Regions from separate parts of the Mus musculus genome. Here region 1 is linked to region 2. A link is a contact called in public HiChIP or PLAC-seq data. All regions are on one chromosome and are shown on one strand. Each heading gives the region's core, a stretch centred on a gene start, on an enhancer-like site or on the middle of the called end of the contact. The rest is flanking DNA. Distances are from core to core; before and after follow the strand shown.

Region 1 (3,907 bases), core at 115-2,614, 530 kb after region 2:
TTCAGATGAAGACTAGAGTCAGACTTCCAGTTGACAAGGTGTCAAATGTCGCAATCAATTGTTCTGTGCCGTGGCTTTCCCTTCTGTAAGATGGACACAGTCTGTAACACCAATGCCTTGACTATAGCAGTGAGTGGCAGAGACGCCCAAGGTACACAGAACATGGCCAGCACTAAACAGTCTTCAGGATTGTTTAAGTCACTCTGTAACCAACACAGCCTTCAGACCTCTTTTTCTCTGGCCCACAGAATGGATAGACGTTGATTAGATAATGATTTATTAGGTACAGATTCAGTAGCTTGCTGTAAATGCCATTTCTCAGTGTATTATAGATAACCAGACACCATGCTACCTGAGGCTATAGCACACACTTGCAAATTCAGGAAGTGTGCATGCCTTGCTTTAATGCTAATGCCTCATTACCTAACAGGTAGGAAGGGCTAACTCTTGGTTAAGTATTTTTGAACACATACACACACAGAAAGACAGACAGGCAACACACAGACACACAAACACACAGACACACATATACACATACACATACACATACACATACACATACACATACACATACACATACATATACATATGTGTGTACATATATATATATATATATATATATATATATATATATATATATCATGCATGCACATATACACACACAGAAACACACACACATAGAGACAGAAATACACACGCACATACCCCACACACAGAGAAATATACGTGTGCACACACACACTTTGGCATAACAGCCTTTTTAATTGAGCATCTTCACGAGAAGGAGTTCACAACTGTCTGTTTCTATTAAGATTTTTCTGTTGATTGTTGGCATTTAATTTGACTATAGAATCCAAATCTATTCCTCATCAGGTTTTAAAATCCTCATTCAACTTCTCCATATAGAGAAAACACTAGTCCAAACTTGACAATAATAATAATAATAATAATAATAATAATAATAGCAAGATTCTCAATCATGTTCCATTGTTGTGGAGCCTGCTAGCATGCACACACATATGCTGGCACTTTTGTGGTGTGATTGGAGCCTCTGGTGACTTGGAATGTAAGTTCCTCAGACAATCGTTCAACCATCACGGCTTCAACCCTTTGGATCCTGAAGAGCTTTCCACAGCTCCCACATATTTCTGACTTGACGGCACTCATAGGCAGCAGCCGCCTCTGTTTTTAATTGGCCCTTTGGTGAGGATGAAGCTGGGCAGGATTAACAGTCACAGGCTGGATCCTGAAGGGGGAGATGTGTTTGGAGGATGGGGGTCACAGAAATCGAGCCTCACCTACTACATACAGCAGAAGGCCAGACACAGCCCAGGTCCACACCCAGCCTCTCCTCCTCAGGATGTTGCTCAACATCCCTTGGGGGAAGGGATGGGGGTGGAGGACAGGCAGTGGCTAATTTAACATAATCAACATGTAATAAACTCCATTTTGCTTTTAAAGTAACAAAAAGAGAAGGAAAAAAAATCCCTTAGTGTAGTTTCTAGACTTTTCAGTCGTAGCAGGAAATGGTGCCAGGGGAAGTTGAATTTGCAAGGCCCCACTCAGCTGGAACGCCTCCCACCCCCACCCCCATCTTCTCCAGATTGAAGATCTTCAATTCCAATTTCAGTATCTCTCCTTTCTCTCTCCCCCTCTTCCACCCCTCCCCCTCTTCCTTTCCTGTTTCTCCCTCTCCTTTTTCTTCCCCGTCCCCCTCCCCCCTTTTATTATGATCTTCTTGGAGTTCCAGTAAAAAGTAATAAATCCTCTCTTGGGGCAGGGGAGGGGTGCAGGATCGCATTTTGCTTGTGACCCCTGGTGATATCCTCACCTCTTAAAAAAGGGGGGGGGGTTCATGGGTCCAAGTTAGTCATCTCTGTTCCTTAGCCAGTCGGATGTATTAAGTTGTCATCTTCATAATTCTTATGTCACCAAAAACCTTCCATGGGCTCAGGAGAAGGGAGCTTCTTTCTGAGACCCTTGAGGTCATGGTAATTAAATCCAGTCAAACTCTCTGCCAGGCACAGTGCAAAATGAACTGGACTCCACATCACACAGAGAATCGGGTTTGTTATAAGAGATGTGGGTCCCGTCATGCCTCCTCCTTCCAAGTCCTAGAACACAGCTCCTTACACTATAGATCAAATCACTAAACACGGAGGTCACGAAAAGCCAAGGAAACCGTAAAAGGGAAGGGTTTCTGAACTCACTGACAACCGAAAATTAATTCCGTATCAAACCCACAAGCAAACCAAGGTGCGTCACATGATTTCGCCACAGCACACGGTTCAGAGCCCTGCTCCCAGCACGGCTCCCGGGACACATTAAGGAACACTGCACAGAATATCTCAGCTCAGGTTCAAGTCCACTCTGCTGTTTTAATGTGCATATCATTTTCTATTCTTATAGTAACATTTCCTGGCCAAACAAACAAATAAACCAACCTTAATATTTTCCCACCAGCATAACTTAGAATGTATCAAATCAGCTTGTCTTTGAGTTGTATTATGTGATAACATTTAATTCAGAAAAAAAAGAAAAAACTACTGTTCTAAGTTGCTGGCTGGCTTTAGTTTTGTGAAAACAAGTTTTCAATGAATTTTGGCTTGAGATTAGGGTACAATTGAAAACAATGTCTGAAAGGACCCTGATCATATGTCTGCCACTTTTGTAGTATGAATTTATGCGGGGTGGTATTCTCAGCATTGAAGATTATGAAGTCAAATGACCTATGAACTCTGAAAAACACTGAAGATGCTCTATAGAAATACTCTGCGGTATCAGACATTCAGCCAAGATTTAGTCCTTTATGTAAAAATAGACATACATGTTCACCAAGTTGGTATGCAAATTTGCTTTCATGTTTAATGAGTGGCAAAATTCTATATGTATCAAATAACAGTTTTAAATTAAATTGCTTATTTAGTTAGTAAATAAATTCTGATTATCATGCCCATTTTCTATGCCCATGTACCTGAGTTCATATAAACATTTCTTAAATGGAAGCCTTCTTGGTCTAGAATATTAACTCTGTGGCAGCCACCCAGCCAGATGTTGCCACATGTAGGGAAGAAGGCATAGCTCTGCTCTGGAAGGACTCAAAGTCTGACTAGGGGAAGCAAGTTCCATCTTGCTTCATAACGTCATTCACAAGCTCAGTTCTTCAAGCAACACACAATTCGTTCTCCCACGGATTTCCTTTCAAGCAGAATCAAAATTTATTTAGACACGTTTTGAATATAGATCTTTTACATACGAGTCAATAGAGGGACACTCATGGAGAGGATAAGAAAGGTCCATATGTAGGTATTGGTTTCTCAAGGGAGTTATTCTCCAATGGCTTCGCTGGACAGATCATCTTGGTCCAGCTTCCTTGGGTGTCCCTGAATCAAGGTGTCTCACGAGACTGCAGTCAAGACATTAGCCAAGACTCTCATCCTCCAAGACTAAGATGAGGCTGAAGAGTGTGTTTTGAGATTATGTGAATGCCTCACTCTGTGGGCCTCTCTATAGACAGCCTAACTGTGCTCTTGACATGAGAGGACTGACCCAAGAGAGAAGTAGATGGTGCCCAGCATCAAAGCAACAGGCATTTAAAGCTTGGCCTTCTAAGTAGCATCCTTCATTTTTCAAGCTGCTTGGACCAGGAGGTACTCAAGGAGATGAGAGTGTATGGGAATTCCAGGTGTGAACACCAGGTGTGAATCCCTGAAAGCAGAGATGATCATCTTACAATCTGCCCATTGAACTTGTAGGCAGCATTCCAGCAGAAATGCTCTAGAGGGGCTTTGGCTCAATGGCCACTGGAACAGAGAGAGTCTCTTCAGTAGCTCAGAGAGATTAAGTGAGTTCCAGGACAGCCAGAGCTACACAGAGAAACCCTGTCTTGAAAAACCAAAAATAAAAA
Region 2 (3,763 bases), core at 23-2,522:
AGTTCAAGAATCTCAGAAGCCTCCAACTCTAATTCCTGAGCCAAAAGACTCTCAGTCAAATTTTAAGAATTCTTCTGATCAGAGTCTAACGGAAATGTGGAGATCTAATAACAACCTCAACAGAGAGAAAGCTGAGTGGCCCGTGGAAAAGAGTAGTGGAAAGTCCCAGGCTGCTGTGGCATCTGTCATTGTTCGTCCACCTTCTAGTACAAAAGTTGATAGTGTGCCATCTGTACCATTAGCTTCCAAAGATCGAGTTTGTGAAAGATCTTCATCTGGGGCAAATAAAACAGATTACCTCAAACCAGAAGCCGGAGAGACTGGAAGAATTATTCTACCAAATGTGAATTTAGAAAGTGCTCATGTGAAATCTGAAAAAAACTTTGAAGCTGTCTCCCAGGGCAACGTTCCTGTTTCAGTCATGTCTGCTGTAAATGTAGTCTCTACTACCAAAGCAGATGTGTTCACATCTGCTGCCACTACCACCAGTGTCTCCAGCTTGAGTAGTGCAGAAACAAGTTATTCTTTATCAAATACCATTTCGGCCTCTACACCCTTCGAATGTACTTCTTCAAAAAGTGTTGTTAGTCAGGCAGTGGCGCAAGCAAAGGACTGCACAGTCAGCACCGCGGTTCCAGGCACTCTGGCCTGTAGTAAGACAGGAAGTGCTGTTCAGCCCGGCTCTGGCTTCTCAGGCACAACTGATTTTATTCATTTAAAAAAGCACAAGGCAGCGTTGGCTGCAGCTCAGTTTAAAAATAGTAGTGTCAGTGAGGCTGAACTTAATACTGTGAGAAATCAGACAGTGGCAGCCTCTCTTCCCCTGGATAGCACCATGACCTGCACTGCAAGTAACAAAGCAATCTCTGTAGGAAATGGGCCAGCAGCCCAGTCCAGTCAGCCCAACTACCACACTAAACTGAAGAAGGCCTGGCTCACCAGACATTCAGAAGAAGATAAAAATACTAATAAAATGGAAAATTCAGGGAATTCTGTATCCGAAATTATTAAGCCATGTTCTGTCAACTTAATAGCCTCTACATCTAATGATATAGAAAATCGTGCAGATGGCAGAGTCGCTGTAGATAAATATGGAAGAGATGAGAAAGTCAGCAGGAGAAAAGCCAAAAGAACTTACGAATCTGGCTCTGAAAGTGGAGACTCAGATGAGAGCGAAAGCAAGTCGGAGCAGAGGACTAAACGGCAGCCGAAGCCAACTTATAAAAAGAAGCAGAACGACCTGCAGAAGAGGAAAGGCGAGGTCGAAGAGGACTCGAAGCCTAATGGAGTTCTCAGCAGGAGCGCCAAGGACAAAAGTAAACTGAAGTTGCAGAACAGTAATAGCGGTGAGTAAATACATTGATTTATCGCAAATAAAATGGGCCACGGGTCCTCGCAGTAAGGATGTGGCTCCATGGGATGTAGTTGTGAATTTCCTTTCTGCCTTTCCTGTCTCCCCACAAGAGGAAAAGATTAGATCCCCGATCTTGAGAGATGTTTTCACCTGACATTTGTTGTAGGAAAGACAGTACAGTGTGAAGTTTAGAAATTGATCTTTTCCTAGAAATGTCAAAATACAGCTTTGATTATTACACCAGAAAAGAACTGTACTTCTGATACTAAAGTATTTAGCTGAGACCTGATCTCATTCGAGAAGTAGTTCCTGTTTAGCTGTAAGCACAGTACTGAGGAGCAGTGTGATGTGGTCCGTCTCACCCTAACCATGTAACAAAGCTGGGAGTTTAGGGAGATTTCCTAAATCATTTTTGCTTAAATTTACTTTATGAGCTGAAATTGTGACCGAATTTTAGAATGTTTACAATATACTTGTTGATGTATACACTAGTGAGTCCCCTACACTCTATAATTAATTTCTGTATCCCAAAGTGCATTTATGGTGTTGACATTGAGAAATCAAGGGTTCGCATGTATTTATGTGACTTTAATGTCTTGCTCCCGAGTTCTCTTCACTAGGGCAGCTGTTTTTGAATTTGTTAACCAAGATCTAGGTCTTCAAGGCTCTCACTGTATAAAAGGAGCGGTGTTAGGTAATGTATGTTAGTAGGGTTTTATTCACAGACCTATACATTTTAGATACATTGCCAATAAATTAGACAGTTTGAATTAAAGGATGATGCCTTATTTAAAGCAGATAGTATTATTAAATTACTAGAAGAAATTTACTAATATCAAGTATGGCCTAGTATAGAAGAATTAATAGTATCAAAAGCCCTTCAATAAGTTACCTTTGTAATTCATTCACTTCTTTAAAAAAAAAAAAAAAACCCTTCAGAAGTGCCTATTTTGTTATCACATAATTAAGAATTGGTTTCACGTATATCATTTTGAAAAATTCATAGTACTTTTTAAGTTATTACAATCCGTGTTATGAAGTTTCACATTCTAAACTGCTCCCATCATATAGAATTAAAAGTATATTGGTCAAAGTTAATTCCCAGTTTAAAAGAAATAGAAACAGGATTGCATTTAGTTTTCTCTAGTGTAATCAATTTAGAAGTAAATGATTGAAGAAAGTGTGCGAAATAATGTCTCATCAGTGGTGTGATATGTGTTGTTCATTCTAACACCCTTTAATAAAGTCCAGAGGAAAGATCTCTTGTATGCATTGGAAAAGAAGCGCCTTTTCATTAGTTTATGTGCATGGGTGTTTTCCTGCTTGAATTAAGTGTGCATTATGTGTATGTCTGGTGCCGTGGAGGCCAGAAAATAGCATTAGATCTCCAGGGGCTGGAATTGAAGTTATAGGCATTGGGGATTGAACCTTGGTCTTCTGGAAGAGCAGCCAGTGGTATTGACTAGAAAGCCATCTCTGCAACCCTAGAAACATCTTTATACCAGTCGTTATGCCATAACTGGCATGTGCTGTGTGCCTGAGCATATGTGATTACTGGGTGGTCTCTAGCCCATGATAAAGACTAAAAAGGAGGGAACAATTGTAAAGAATAAAGAAGCAGGCAGCAATCCTAAATATATTTTAGTCTATAATATATTTTATATTTTAATCTAGCCCTAAACAATACTACCTATTGGAGAGTGGTGTGTGTGCACGTCTGTGTGTGTATGTGTGATTATACTACTCACACTATCAATAACTAGGTATTAGTGGGAAATCTGGATAGGAATTCTGTTCTCAGCTTTGGTAAGATATATTTGGTTTCAGAACCTGTGTGTCTTTGATACAATTGGAAAGGATTTGAAAGGAAGGACAGCAAATATTTATTCTTGAGTTACAAATAGTGGGCTGTACATCAAATCTCTGTGATTGAGAGGATGGTAAAAGACACAGGGTAAGGAAGTACATCTGCTGGCTGCGGAGCTCGTTCTTAAACGAATACCTTTTAGGTATTTAGGTGGAAGTGCAGTTATCTGTATGCTTTGTTGACTCTCCTGGCCTACAGGTTGCTCCTGGTACACAGATGACTTTACTAATGTTGTTTCCCTTGTTGGTTCATGCTAAGGACCAGTTATGAAACAGTGGGACTGAATATGGAGAATGAATTTATCTTTTTGCCTACAAATCTTAGAGCATAGTCCATTTGAGAGATTGTATTTCCTTACACACTGGACAAAGTATCTCTTGTGTGTTTGCAAAGATTAAAGATCGCCCTCAGAACACTTGGGCTTTCCGGACATTTATAATGAGGAGCAGTTGATTGCTTTGAGTTTGCTTTTCTATCACTTCCTTCAACAAAATGCCCCAATTAATATTGTAGACCCTCCCTCCCTCCCTTTCTTCACAACC

What was found. HiChIP or PLAC-seq counts read pairs in DNA pulled down with a chosen protein or histone mark.
Region 1: an H3K27ac HiChIP or PLAC-seq map of acute myeloid leukemia shows a contact between it and region 2, with 2.1 times the contacts expected there. The contact joins two enhancer-like sites. A contact is called at or near these places in 1 of 39 promoter capture datasets (the C10 cell line), 2 of 115 datasets of contacts at active chromatin or transcription factors (acute myeloid leukemia and microglia) and 1 of 9 other capture datasets (embryonic stem cells).

What each region holds. Positions count from the first base shown.
Region 1 is chr10:67,759,262-67,763,168 of GRCm38.p6, forward strand. The region is part of intron 1 of Gm40681 (a long non-coding RNA gene); the gene reads right to left. Among named protein-coding and RNA genes, the nearest start is that of Gm40681, 17 kb to the right of the region's middle. Within about 2 kb of position 1,365, at least 38 of the 459 cell types and tissues checked have an H3K27ac peak or open chromatin away from gene starts, as enhancers often do. A contact at or near this core is called in acute myeloid leukemia, where this site is marked.
Region 2 is chr10:67,225,574-67,229,336 of GRCm38.p6, forward strand. Jmjd1c (jumonji domain containing 1C) reads left to right here. Exons shown (of 26, transcript NM_207221.3): 10 at 1-1,343. Among named protein-coding and RNA genes, the nearest start is that of Nrbf2, 58 kb to the right of the region's middle. Within about 2 kb of position 1,273, at least 105 of the 459 cell types and tissues checked have an H3K27ac peak or open chromatin away from gene starts, as enhancers often do. A contact at or near this core is called in acute myeloid leukemia, where this site is marked.